Linked DNA regions of Mus musculus: region 2 is linked to region 1. The links are chromatin contacts, called in public Hi-C maps. All regions are on one chromosome and are shown on one strand. The core of a region is the stretch at or near the end of the contact, and the rest is flanking DNA. Distances in the headings are between cores, read along the strand shown. Region 1 overlaps Sh3bp5 (SH3-domain binding protein 5 (BTK-associated)). Region 2 overlaps Hacl1 (2-hydroxyacyl-CoA lyase 1).

Evidence for each region. Hi-C and Micro-C count contacts between places; a contact is called where the count stands out from the background.
Region 2: a Hi-C map of bone marrow-derived macrophages shows a contact between it and region 1, with 3 times the contacts expected there. The contact joins two enhancer-like sites. A contact is called at or near these places in 1 of 39 promoter capture datasets (the C10 cell line), 2 of 15 datasets of contacts at CTCF or cohesin (large pre-B cells and pro-B cells), 51 of 484 Hi-C or Micro-C datasets (the AML12 cell line, B cells, the Ba/F3 cell line and 36 more), 3 of 115 datasets of contacts at active chromatin or transcription factors (CD8 T cells, bone marrow-derived dendritic cells and large pre-B cells) and 3 of 9 other capture datasets (adipose tissue, embryonic stem cells and liver).

Annotation. Positions count from the first base shown.
Region 1 is chr14:31,373,168-31,379,349 of GRCm38.p6, forward strand. It overlaps Sh3bp5 (SH3-domain binding protein 5 (BTK-associated)), which reads right to left. Exons shown (of 9, transcript NM_011894.3): 6 at 5,111-5,153; 7 at 4,224-4,443; 8 at 2,437-2,697; 9 at 1-2,034. The coding sequence ends at 1,817. Among named protein-coding and RNA genes, the nearest start is that of Capn7, 40 kb to the left of the region's middle. Within about 2 kb of position 3,339, at least 11 of the 459 cell types and tissues checked have an H3K27ac peak or open chromatin away from gene starts, as enhancers often do. A contact at or near this core is called in bone marrow-derived macrophages, where this site is marked.
Region 2 is chr14:31,606,124-31,612,305 of GRCm38.p6, forward strand. It overlaps Hacl1 (2-hydroxyacyl-CoA lyase 1), which reads right to left. Exons shown (of 17, transcript NM_019975.3): 16 at 3,979-4,165; 17 at 1,103-1,920. The coding sequence ends at 1,888. Among named protein-coding and RNA genes, the nearest start is that of Hacl1, 32 kb to the right of the region's middle. Within about 2 kb of position 2,753, at least 2 of the 459 cell types and tissues checked have an H3K27ac peak or open chromatin away from gene starts, as enhancers often do. A contact at or near this core is called in bone marrow-derived macrophages, where this site is marked.

The DNA.
Region 1 (6,182 bases), core at 2,089-4,588:
CGCCTCACTGCCAGAACAGAGCAATTGAAAGGGACTCCCACCAACTCTGAGATGGAATTTAACAGGCAAAGCACTTATGATCACTTGGCACTTAATCCCACAGCACATTTCAGTGTGTGGCATATACATTATAAAGTCCACTACTGGGGGCTGGAGAGATGGTCAATGGTTAAGAGCACTGACTGCTCTTCCAAAGGTCCTGAGTTCAATTCCCAGCAACCACATGGTGGCTCACAGCCATCTGTAATGGAATCTGATGCTCTCTTCTGGTTTGTCTGAAGACAGCTACTCTCAGATTTCCATTAGAAAAAGTACCTTAGTGCCACAAATTAAATCAGACTGAGTAGATGAGACCATTTAACAGTATGTCCCCCTGCCCCTAAGACTATGCTGACCAGTGAAACTAAAAGCTTCTCTTCTCGGGACTGTCACCTGGAACTGCCCGCCTGTCTCTTCTCAGTGCTCACCTTTGTAACAGCAAAAGTGGGAATTCTAATCCAGACCTTGGTGTGTGAGCTAAAATTTCCAGGCTCCATCATCACCTTACCTGAAAAGGAGAGCAGATGCCCCAACAACCAAGGCAAGAGGAGAAGACAGACAACAGTGGACTTTCTCATCGGAAGTCACAAAGTCTTCTCGGCTTTTATTACACCCAAGGTAATAAAACAAGTACAAAATAACCTTGTAATAAGGATACTGTGTCCATCAATAAAAAAGAAACCACTAGTGTATGAAGAGCTATACACACATGGCTAAAATTAATAGTTGTAAATGGGGAGTTGTTTTCTTTTTTTTTTTCTTTCAGAAATGGTAGATTAATAAAACAGGACAAATAAAATACAGTGCTCTAAATATGCATAACCATAAACACTAAGTCTATACACTACTATTAGCATAACAGATCCATTGCTTCTATTTACCAACCATGCCCATTCCCTCCTAGCTTTAAGGACAGCTTCCTCTAAGGAATACTAGGTGCAGCATAAACCTTAAATAATCTCAGGTATTGTAGGAGTTACAGTCTACAGAGAAATGAACTCCTTGTCAATCTAGATAAGAGCAATGCCAACCATTCCTCACATGCACTTCTCTTAGAATAAAGCCCCTTGGCTAGCAGGCTAAGCTCAGGCTACAAACTGCCCCCAGCCACACATCCCCTCTATGATATCTACGTCCCCACATTGGCATTCACCGTCCCCACCCCTAAAAAGTGCAGTTCCTGGTAGCTTTCCTAGGAAATGGTTCAACAGGTTTCCCAGAAGACACGCTTCTGAAAGCCCCTCTGAGCGAGCACCAGTGGTGGTGATGAGGAACTGTGTTCCTGCACTGTAGTTACAGCAGTGTGTTCTGAACACTTGAGTTTGTGTGTGTGTGTGTGTGTGATTTTTAAAATTATCTTGGTGCCCTGTGATGTAATGGAGAGAACATCTGTTTCCCCAAGAAGAAGAGGAAGTGGGGATAGAGATGAAGGCTGGTGACCCCAGTCTGGCTAAGTGTCCAGCTCTCCTCCTGGCCCTGCAGGTTCTTTCTCAGAAACTAGTTATTGCTTCCACGCTGCCGCTACAGGGAATGCTCTGCAAAGACCGTGACCCTCCCTGGTCACGGTTTACCTGCAATGGCTCTGCTCTGAAAAGCACACCAGCCCAAGAGCTCTTACCAGAGGGAAAATGTTTAGCCCTCAAGGTCACTGAAACTTGGTTAGTGCAGTTTAGAGTAAATGCATACTATTTGGCTTATGTTAAATGATTATTGGCACAATGTTCTTGAATTTCATGTATAAATATGATCTGCACATAGGCCATAGCCCTTGGGTGGATCAGCCAATCTGCACCATTTTTATGTCAGCAATAATTCCATCTCTTCCTTTTGAGCACTGTAGGGAGAGCTGCTTCATCCGGGTTTCCAAGGCCTGGCTCTCAAGGGACGTGCTGCTTTGGCTCCTGCTCCTGCCACTGCCACCGTTGGTGCTGCCGAGAACACGGTTGTTGTTGGCTTTGTCACTCATTTTATTCTCGGCCCCTTCTGCTCTGTCTCCTGCAGAGATACAAAGATTGCCAAATGGGGGTGGTCAGTTTCAAGAGTTCCATAGGCACCAGCATCGGCCACCTGAGCCCTCTGCCATTCCTGCTGTCCACCATACATCTCAGAGGTTCTCCAGCACTGGGTGGCACACTACATGCACTCACTAATCTGTTCTTTAGAGATGAGATGTACCATTGTCATTTTGTAGCTAGGAAGCGAACCTCTCCAACAGGAACTTGCCGAGAGGATTGTTCTTAGGGGAGACATGGGACCTAAGTTCTGCTTGGTTGAAGTTGGCCAGGACTGTAGAAGTGCCCTTGAAAGTAATCTGAGTGATCCATCCCACTGTATGTTCTCAGGGCCCCTGAGACCTGGCAAAGGTATGGACAGTGCACAAGTTGAGCTGCAACCTACCTCGTTCAACCTCACATTCAGGGGAGGAGGCCCCACTGCATTCACTTCGAGGACCCAGTATTGGGAACATCATCCCAAATTCTGACAGGGACACAGGGCTAGGCAGATCCAGACTGCCAGGCCTTGCCACTGCAGGGAACTGATCAGGCATTTCAGACGGACTCGTCGGTCCCGAACTAAAGCTGGACACAGACTGGGTTTCCGAGTCATCTTCAGACACCAAGTTGCTGCAGTTGTCATCTTCAAAGGCTTCTGATGCCACTGTGATGAGAGAGGACATCAATCACATGGGATCTGCCAGGTAGTAGCCCAGTCCCTTAAATGCCTGCAGACATGCTCTCTGCTGGACATGCTCACACAACATGGAGTCTGCAGGACCTGCATCGCACCTGAACCTGTCTGACCAGCCTCCAGAACAGTTTGAAAGGAAGCGGCTTGTCCAGCATATACAAAGGCCTGAGTTCCATCCCCAGCGCCGAAGGAAAGGGGAAGGTAAATTCAGACTAGCCCTTTGTAATGTAGCCTATACTAGGCAGAAGGAAGACGGAAGCAGCAAGAGCTGCTGGAAGGAGGGGCAGGCCGGGGTGGGATGTCTGATAACTTCTGATCTCAACAGACACGCTACAAAGTACAGTGCTCCTTTCCAGTACTCTAACTGACTCTGAGTTTGTGGACAGAATAACCGAGGCTCAGAGACAGGCCATTCTTGTTTTCAAAGCCTCTTCAGCCTGCACTATCACTTTTAAGATCCTTCCCAGTTCCCATTGTGCCTGTGACTGTTTAAACATGGCCTAGCGTTCCAGAGTGGATTGATACAAGTGCTGTGCTAGGAAATGGGTCCAGATCTGAACTCATATCCTAACGCCACTGCTGACTGTGTGGCCTTGTAAGTCACTTGACTGCCCAGCTTCGGGATGCTCTGTGCACAGGATTAATGAGGTAATATGTAAAGTAACTCAGTACATAGGCATTGGTTACATTTTAGTTTCATTTCCCTTCAAACTGGCAATTCAGCATTTGTTGATGGCCTTTAACACTTGGTGGGGCCAGAGATGCTCTTCTAGAGGACCCAGGATTGATTTCCAGCACTTACATGGCAGCTAATAACTAATTCCACAAGACCCAGTGTCCTCTTCTGATAGCAGGCAATTATGTGGTATACATAGATTCATGTGGGAAAGATACAAATTATTTTTCTTAAATAATAGTAATAAGGAAAAGAAAAAAAAAGAGTTGCTGAGGAGGAAGCCTAAGCACACAGGAAAGGGAGAGCTATGAGGTAGTGTTCTTGTCAGTAGTTTTCTTGATTAACGGAAGCTAGGTCAATCCTATCATTTCTGCACAGGATATCCCTGAGCAGAGGAGACCCGTGTGCTCAGACCCTAGGGAGAGCTGCCAGGTATCTCCTCAGCACCCTGTGTAGCAGAGTAGACCCTCATGCAGCTGACACAGCAAACACATCAAGGCCCCTCTGTCCCCCATCATTGGTGAAATGGGAACTGAATCAAATCTGGATCCCAAGTCCCTATTACACCTTTCCTCAGAACTCCTTAAAGGCTTGAATGCTCTCCTGTGTACTTAGACTGCCTGAGACGGGGAGAGGTAGAACATTTCCCAATCTTACTGGACCACAGAACGCTAATACTCAGTAGCAATCAAATGAGCACAGCGTCCCACAATACATGAGAAACCACCAAAACAGCCTGTAGGCTGCCCAGCGCTCACATTCATCTGTGATGGGCAAAGAAAGCAGATCACACACACTGATCCCTGCTGGTCAGACTTACCAGAAATGGCGTCAGGCTCAGGTTTGCTTACAGGCAGGTTCTCCACTGAGGCGATGCTGCCCTCTGCCCCCACGCCACAGCCCCGGGGCCCCATGGCATTGGAACGCCGCCGCTCGTGTATCTCATCTGAGATCCTCTCCAGGCTCTTCAGGGCTGCCTTGTACTCGCCCTTTGCCAGGGCCAGCTTGGCCTGAAGGTCATCCACCGTCTTCTTCAGTTGCTGAATTGGAAGATGGGGGACTTGGTAAGCCAACGTGGCCCTGGATGTCCCCACTGATGGAGGGGGTGACACATGATTACAACACAAAAGAACTTCTTGACACACCCAAGATAATTGACTAGAGAAGGATCCAGTGACTTTCACTCATGGCTCCCCATTCAATGTGAAGAGCATCTCTTTCATCTCCACACCAGGCCATAAGACAGACGAGAATATGCAGATGGTCACTAATAGAATGCAGCCCTCATGGGAGGAATGGTAGACACATTAAGTCCTGCAGCCTCCTCACTTGGTTCCTGATAGAAGTTCCTGGCCCATATCTGAATCACTTGTAGGGTCATTTACAATGCAGATAGGTTCTGACATAGGGTGGGGAGCCTGGGTACTCTACCAGAATGTTCTTAGGGCAGCTTGTCTTGGGCACTCACACTGAGACCTAATAAAGGCTGGCACAATACAACAAGCAGTTGAGAGCGCGCAAATGCTGATAGCGCTGGACAACACGCAACACCCAAGACCATGTTGAGAACTGAAGTCTAGAACTATGTTTCTCCATTCTCCCCTCACAGCAGGACATTTAAGGCCTAGTACCACGTTAAAGTTGAATTTTGAATTTGAGGAGGGGTGGGGAACAAAATATTAGTGACAAATACAAGGTCACACATACCTCAAGCTGCACGTAGTACTTTGCCTTTAGCTCAAAATAAGGCCTGTAGAAGACAGAAAAAAATAAAAAAAACCCTGTAAGAATATGATCTCATGAATTCTAGATCCATCCATTACAGCTAGTCAGGCCATTCAGCATATAGGCCACCAGCAGAGCTGTTGGCTAATCCAAGGAAGCCCGTCTCAAGATTTTGGAAACTTTATTCCCTGGCTTGTTTTGCTCTGTAGGGTGGCTGCTTTGGCCTACTGGGGCTGAGAAACAGGCTGCTTAAAATACTCCCTCTGCTGAGACCAACTATGGAAGAAAGCAACGCCACTCCCTGACAGCTGGGCCTAGCAGGACCGCTGTTTCTTCAACTTCAAATCAGCCCTCCTGTACAGTAACCAAGGCTAGACAACTAGTAGACTAGGCTAGACAACTAGTAGACTAGGTTACAGGCAAGGAAAATGATAAGTGCCATGCACTCTGGGTCAGACAGAAGAACTGGTACTTTGTAGCAGCTTTGGTGTCTGAGCTGTTTCTCCTCCATCAAATTCCTAAGTCCTGCGTCTGTAATTGCTAATGGCAACACCTTGCAGGACCCCTCTGCTATGTAAGGAAAATCTGAAGCTTGGGCATAAGCTCCCTTTAGTGGCCAGCACTGGTGTACAGAATATGTGGTAGATGTATGAGATGTCCAGGTGAAAGATGTAAACATGGATGCCAAAGAGGGAGAACAGGGCAGAGTGTCATCAAAGCGACAGGAAGACAGAGTGAGCCCCCTGGAGCCCTGAAGTCATTCCATGGGGACAAGGAGTGGTATGTAGGCAGACAAGTGTCACCAAACAAAACAATAACATGGAAACGTTGGCAGAATGTGACCACAGAAAGTCTGTTTCCTTAACCTTGTTAGTGATGAGTGAGCATGGTGTGAGAGAAGTGGACAGAGGGCACCAGGGACGTTAAGGCTCCAGGTGCTCACACCAAACAAAGCAACCTGCAGAGCAGATGCAGACTACTACTGGGGGACAGCTCGCTGAGCAGGGAACTCCAGGGCCTACATAAAAGCACTTGCTCGACAGTCCCCCGTGGG
Region 2 (6,182 bases), core at 1,503-4,002, 230 kb after region 1:
CTCACAAAGATCTGGCTATCTGCATCCTGAGTGCTAGGATTAAAATCATATGCCACCACTACCTGACTCACTTTTAATATTTCCCAGGAGACAAAAACGACATAAAAATACTTCCATTACTATGTTGCATTAAGTGAAACCCGGGTTAAAATCCTGAAGTTCCAAGCAATATTGCTTGTCGTTTTCCCATAGTTGTGTAAACCCAGTTTGGGTGCACAACCTTATGCCACAACTCTGTCTTTAAAAACTTTTACTTGTGTGTGAGTGCATGCACATATGTGGGTGTGGGTGTGTGCTACAGCCAAAGTGTAGAGTTCAGAGGTCAACTTTGTAGTCTTGGTTCCCCCTTATCTACATTTCTGTAGGTTTTAAGAGATCAGGCTCTGCAAGAGCGCTTTTACACTCTAAATCATTTGCCTGATTTCTTTCTCTTCAATTATTTATTTCTCTATTTATTGGTGGTGCTAAGGATATTAAACTCAGGCTTGGAGTGTTCAAGACAAGTGACCTACTTGAGCCAAATCTCCAGCCTCACTTTTTTATTTTTTATTTTTTTTTGGGGGACAGTCTCTCCATAAGCAGCTCAGCTCACCTTGAGCTCTCAGTGTAACTCAAGCTGGTGAGGGAAACTTTTTAGCTCCCTTATAATTGTAAGGCAACACTATCATTGTGTGGCCTGTCAATGACCAAAATTTTCTTACACAACACATGATAATAAACCATGGATGACTTCCTGGGTCTCAGTGTGGTATGCCTACACGAAGTAGCTAATCTACAGGGGTTAGTATGGAGGTGGTGTGACTTCTCTGGATCAGTGAGTCCTTTCCAGGAAAAACATTCAAGTATATATAGGGCAAGTTCCACAACAACTGAGATTAGACCCAAGTCTTCAAAAATAAAATACAGAATAGACTGAGTTTACACTCTGCGGCAGAGAGGTGCTCTCGGGATGCTGGATGCTGCATCATTTATACAGCTTTTATGTCTTTCTCCAATGCTGGTATTTGGCTATTTATGTGGTAGGATACTGTTAGTCAATCTCCATTCCTTGACAAAGTACTGGGGAAAATCAATTTAAAAGGAAGAAATATTTATTTTGGTTAATAGCCTTTAAGCTTCATTTTATTTTAAATTGTGTGTATATTTGCAACTGTGTGCAGGTGTACGCATGAGAATGTAGCCAAAGGAAGCTGAAGGCATTAAATCCCTCCCCCCCCCCCCAGTCCCTGGAGTTGCAATTACAGGCAGTTGTGAATCACTCACTGTTGCTAAGAACCAAACTCACATCTTCTGCAAGAGTAGTTTGTGCTCTTAACTGTGGAGTCGTCTCTGCAGCCCTCGCTCAGTGGTGGACGTGCCAGTCCATGGTCACTTCGCCCTTTTGTCCATCATGACAGGGGCTCATGAAAGGGCTTGCTCAGCCCAGGGGATGTGGGCTTGAGGAGTGGCATCACGCTGGGAGCTAGTCCCCAGTGACCTCACTCCACCGTCCAAAGTGCCAGGAGCTTCTGACCAAGCCTTTACCACATACCACAAGCCTTTAGATCCAAAATCATGGGGGCTTAGTGGTTAAGAGCGTTGTCTGCTCTTTAAGAGAACCCGGGTTCAATTTCCTGCATGGCAGCTCACCACTGTCTGTAACTTCAGTTCCAGGGGATCTGACACACTCACACTTGAATATACGCACGCAGAACATCAATGCACAATAAAAAACAAAACAAAACCAAAGTTATAACAAATGTCTGGCTTTAGTCAATTTCTTTACTATAAAATACAATTTAAAGTGTATTTTTAAATACAATTTTAGCACTATGGTAATTTTGCTATGAAAAGTAAATTCTACCTTGCGGGAAAGAGAAAATTCCTCATAACCATCAAGTAGTTTATTCACATGTTAGAACGGGTGAGCCAGTGAAAATCCTAGAGGAAAAAAAGACAGCATTGAGGCAGAAGCAATGGCCACATTACACTGTATCCTCACTGTAATCACTTTAAGGACTATACAATATATAGAAGAACTATACAATGGTGGTGAAAGAAGGTTTGTGTTTGGTCTAGTCAAAAAGAGCTGAAAAGTAATTAGTGAGACCAGTTCACTAAGACTGCCTTCCCCACTAGGCCCAGACGCAGGTTACTAGAGAGACTTAGATATTCCTGCAGAAAGCGGGAAGCAGCCAGCCACTGTGACTCAATGGTGAACACTGACAGACAAACATTCAATAAAAGAATAACAGCTTGGAGATGAAACTATGTTAGAATCCCATTGGAACAAAGATAAAAAATGTTAAAGTATTTCATATAGGGATAATCCTACAGAATTACAAATGGCAGTGATAATTTCTACTTCTCCAAAATATGCAAATGCAGTTCATAGGAAGCTGTAGATCAGATGTTGAAGCAGATATTTAAGGGACTGGGAGGATCCCTGCCAATGCCACCGCTCGTTCCCTCCCGACCTACTCTGTCTGTCTGCATGGCTGGCAGGTGCTATGCTGAGCATCTTTTCTCTGCTCTCATGTAAATTCCGAGGTCTCCCATGTCTGCCTGTACACAAGCAGACTCTCAGCAGAATTCTATATATCTGACAGTTTCCAAATTCGTTGCTGTATATTTTATTGATTGCTCAAGTATCTGCTCATAAGAACCAAGAGAGAGGGACTAGAAAGATGGCTTTGTGGACAAAGTGCTTGCTGGCAAGCATAAGGATTGGGGTTCAGACTCCTGGCACCCCAATATAAACACATGTGACCTCAGAGCTTGGGAGGGGAAGTTGAGGTTCCCTCTGGGGTGAGTTCTGGGTTTAGGAAGAGATCCTGGCTCAGTAAATGAGAAAGTGAAAGACAATTGAGGCAGACATCTGATTTCAGCTTCTGGCTTACGTACTCACTGCACACATGTTCACCCACATATGTGAACACACGTGCTCATAGACCACATATATACACACATGCTGGGGCGGGGACGAATAATTGAGTAGATTTCCGCTCTGAAGAGTAGACTCATGGAAGACAGGTATGTAAGCACAAGCAGGCAGAAGGTCCACAGTACACAGATTAAAAATGAAAATCAGCGTACTCTAAGATGGAAGGCGACATCACATGGCACACTTTGACATTTATCTCACTACTGTGGCTACTGCATCAATACCCATTAGAGGTTACAGGGACTAAGTTGACTGCAATTGCATAGATCCATTGGCTGCACACACCACTGGCTGCACACACCACTGGCTGCACTCACCACTGGCTGCACTCACCACTGGCTGCACACACCACTGGCTGCACTCACCACTGGCTGCACTCACCACTGGCTGCACTCACCACTGGCTGCACATATCACTGGCTGCACTCACCACTGGCTGCACTCACCACTGGCTGCACTCACCACTGGCTGCACTCACCACTGGCTGCACTCACCACTGGCTGCACTCACCACTGGCTGCACACACCACTGGCTGCACTCACCACTGGCTGCACACACCACTGGCTGCACACACCACTGGCTGCAGATTCATCTACACAGTGCTCACTGTACTTGGTTTTCCTACAGCTCCTCCAACTGGCCGGCTGCCTCTTGACACAGAGCCCTGGACCCCTTTCCACCCCATCTCTGCTAAGTCATCACTGATTGCAGTTCAAGCACTACTACCAATGAGATTTCCTATAACAACAATGTGTTTCTTCACTTATAGCTGGTCACCGTGCTCTGTCATGTAGCACGGAGTTGTGAGGTAGCCTACTGTCCACGTCCCCTGCTACTGTAAGCTCTGTGGGATGAGGACAGCCTAGGTTTGCTTACCCCTTACTCAAAACAACACACATAGCAACATCTCAACAAATATTTAGTTGAATAAGCAAACAAAGCTGCCAAACTCAGACACAGACTTAGGCGGAACTCTGGACTGTGGTGGGCTCGCCTTTCAGGAAGGAGTCCTGAGAGAATATACATTCTTGTCCTCTGTTTAGCAACGGAACCTACCTGGGCCTTGCGCGTACTTTGTGGCTCAATCATAATGTTGAGAAGGCAGGGTTTACTTGTGTCTTGCAGAGCCTGCCTCAGCGAGTGTTGGAGCTCTTCTGGTGTTCGTACAAAATACCCTTTGCCTCCAAATGCAGTCATGACCTGCTCATAATGCGAGTTTGGCAAGAGGCACATTGGAGGGACACTGAAAAGCAAGTTGTAAGACGGCAAAATTAAAAATCTTTAAGCTTCTAGAAACAAAGAATCTCCCAAGATTATCTGCAAAAAATTGAAGCTGACCCACGAGGCATACTTTTTCTTTTTCCAGCACAGCTCTGTCTAGCAGCAGTACGTAACACAAATGTCCTGGTTCCCATCCTTCCTCTGCTCCACCTCAGGAGTTTCAGGCACCTTGGGTGAGCTAGCTGAACTCCAGGCCTCTTATTACTAAAGAAACTGCAGCTCTATCAGCCAGTGACAATAGCCTCAACAGTCAATGCAACAATAACCGACAGTTTACTGCCCGGCTAGTGAGGGCAGGTACCACCATTCTTTTTTTTTGTTTTTTGTTTTTTGGTTTTTTGGGACAGGGTTTCTCTGTGTAGCCCTGGCTGTCCTGGAACTCACTCTGTAGACCAGACTGGCCTAGAACTCAGAAATACGCCTGCCTCTGTCTCCCAAGTGCTAGGATTAAAGGCGTGCGCCACTATGCCCGGCCCTCATAGATTTTTTTTTTAAATATAGTTCTTTTCATCTTTAGAGCAAAACCAACCAACCAAACCAAACCAAACCAAACCAAACCAACAATCAGTTGGCCACTGGACTCTAGCCTTAAAGACAATACCCAACAACTTTAGGACAGCACTTTAAACAGCCATCTGCATTGTAACTGTTGGATGTGAGTATACCCTTCAATGTGAAAGTCTTTAACTTTGCAGTCATTAACTGTCTCAACTTTTTGAAGGAGTTTCAGCTTTGCGAAGGCTTTGGTTCCATGACCCGAACTTGTCAGTGGCTCCATGAGATTCAGACAGATATGTGCATTTCTCAAAGTGTGTACTGAGTCACCTGGCTGCAGGCTGTGGTGTGGTGTGTGTGGTCATTCATGAAAGTCATCAGGGTACTAACTGGCAATGTTATAGAGCAGTCTGGCCCATGTTTCTTTTTTTTTAATTTATTATTGTATGTATATGAATATACTGTAGCTGTCTTCAGACACACCAGAATAGGGCACCAGATCCCATCACAGATGTCTGTAAGCCACCATATGGTTGCTGGGAATTGAACTTGAGACCTCTGGAAGAGCAGTCAATGCTCTTAACCACTGACCCATCTCTCCAGCTGCTGGCCCATGTTTCTTGCCCTCTGGTACAGCTGGCTATTCGCCACACAAAATCAGCAGAGGGCACGGTGTGGAGATAGTGCCATCAAAGCCGAGATGTCAGTACATGAAAATGCATCCCCCCTCCTTACTTTTGCTTGTTTTGGGTCAGGGCCTTGCTATGTAGCAGAGTAACCTAGAACTCAGTACATAGCTCAGGCTGGTGGCCTCAACTCTGAATCCTCCTGCCTCAGCCCATATTTTCTACTGAATCTTTGTGTGTGTGTTTGTGATGGAGCCTTGACGTATCTTGGACTCGTCAGCTTGAGTGGTCCTCTTGCCTCAGCCTCCAGAAAGAGTCGGTAGACAACACGTGTGTGTTAGTACATGTTGCTTCTTGTATTTTTATTGATTATATTGCAATGTCTAAGAGAACTTTCTGTAATGACAGAGGTGACTTACAGTATGCTGGCCACACATTACCTGTTAGTATGAGTACTTGAAATTTAACTAAACCAAGAAACTGGATTTTTTAAAAATATTTTTGCATTGATTGATTGAGACAGGGTTTTTCTGTGTAGCCCTGACTGTCCTAGAACTCACTCTGTAGACCAGGCTGGCTAGTCTCAAACTCAGAGATCCACCTGCTTCTGCTTCTCAAGCACTGGGATTAAAGACGGGTGCCAACATGCTTGGCAACAAAGGATTTACTTTTATTTTATACATATGGGTGTTATACTGGCATGTTATCTGGGTACCGCTTGTGTGCAGTGCACAAGGAAGCCAGAAGAGGGCGTCAGATCATCTGCCACGGAGCCATCAACTCTCAACAACTTCTTAGCTTAAGATGAGGGGAACTGAATGTCTTTTCTTTTAAAATAAGAAACAGGGTTTTGTGTAA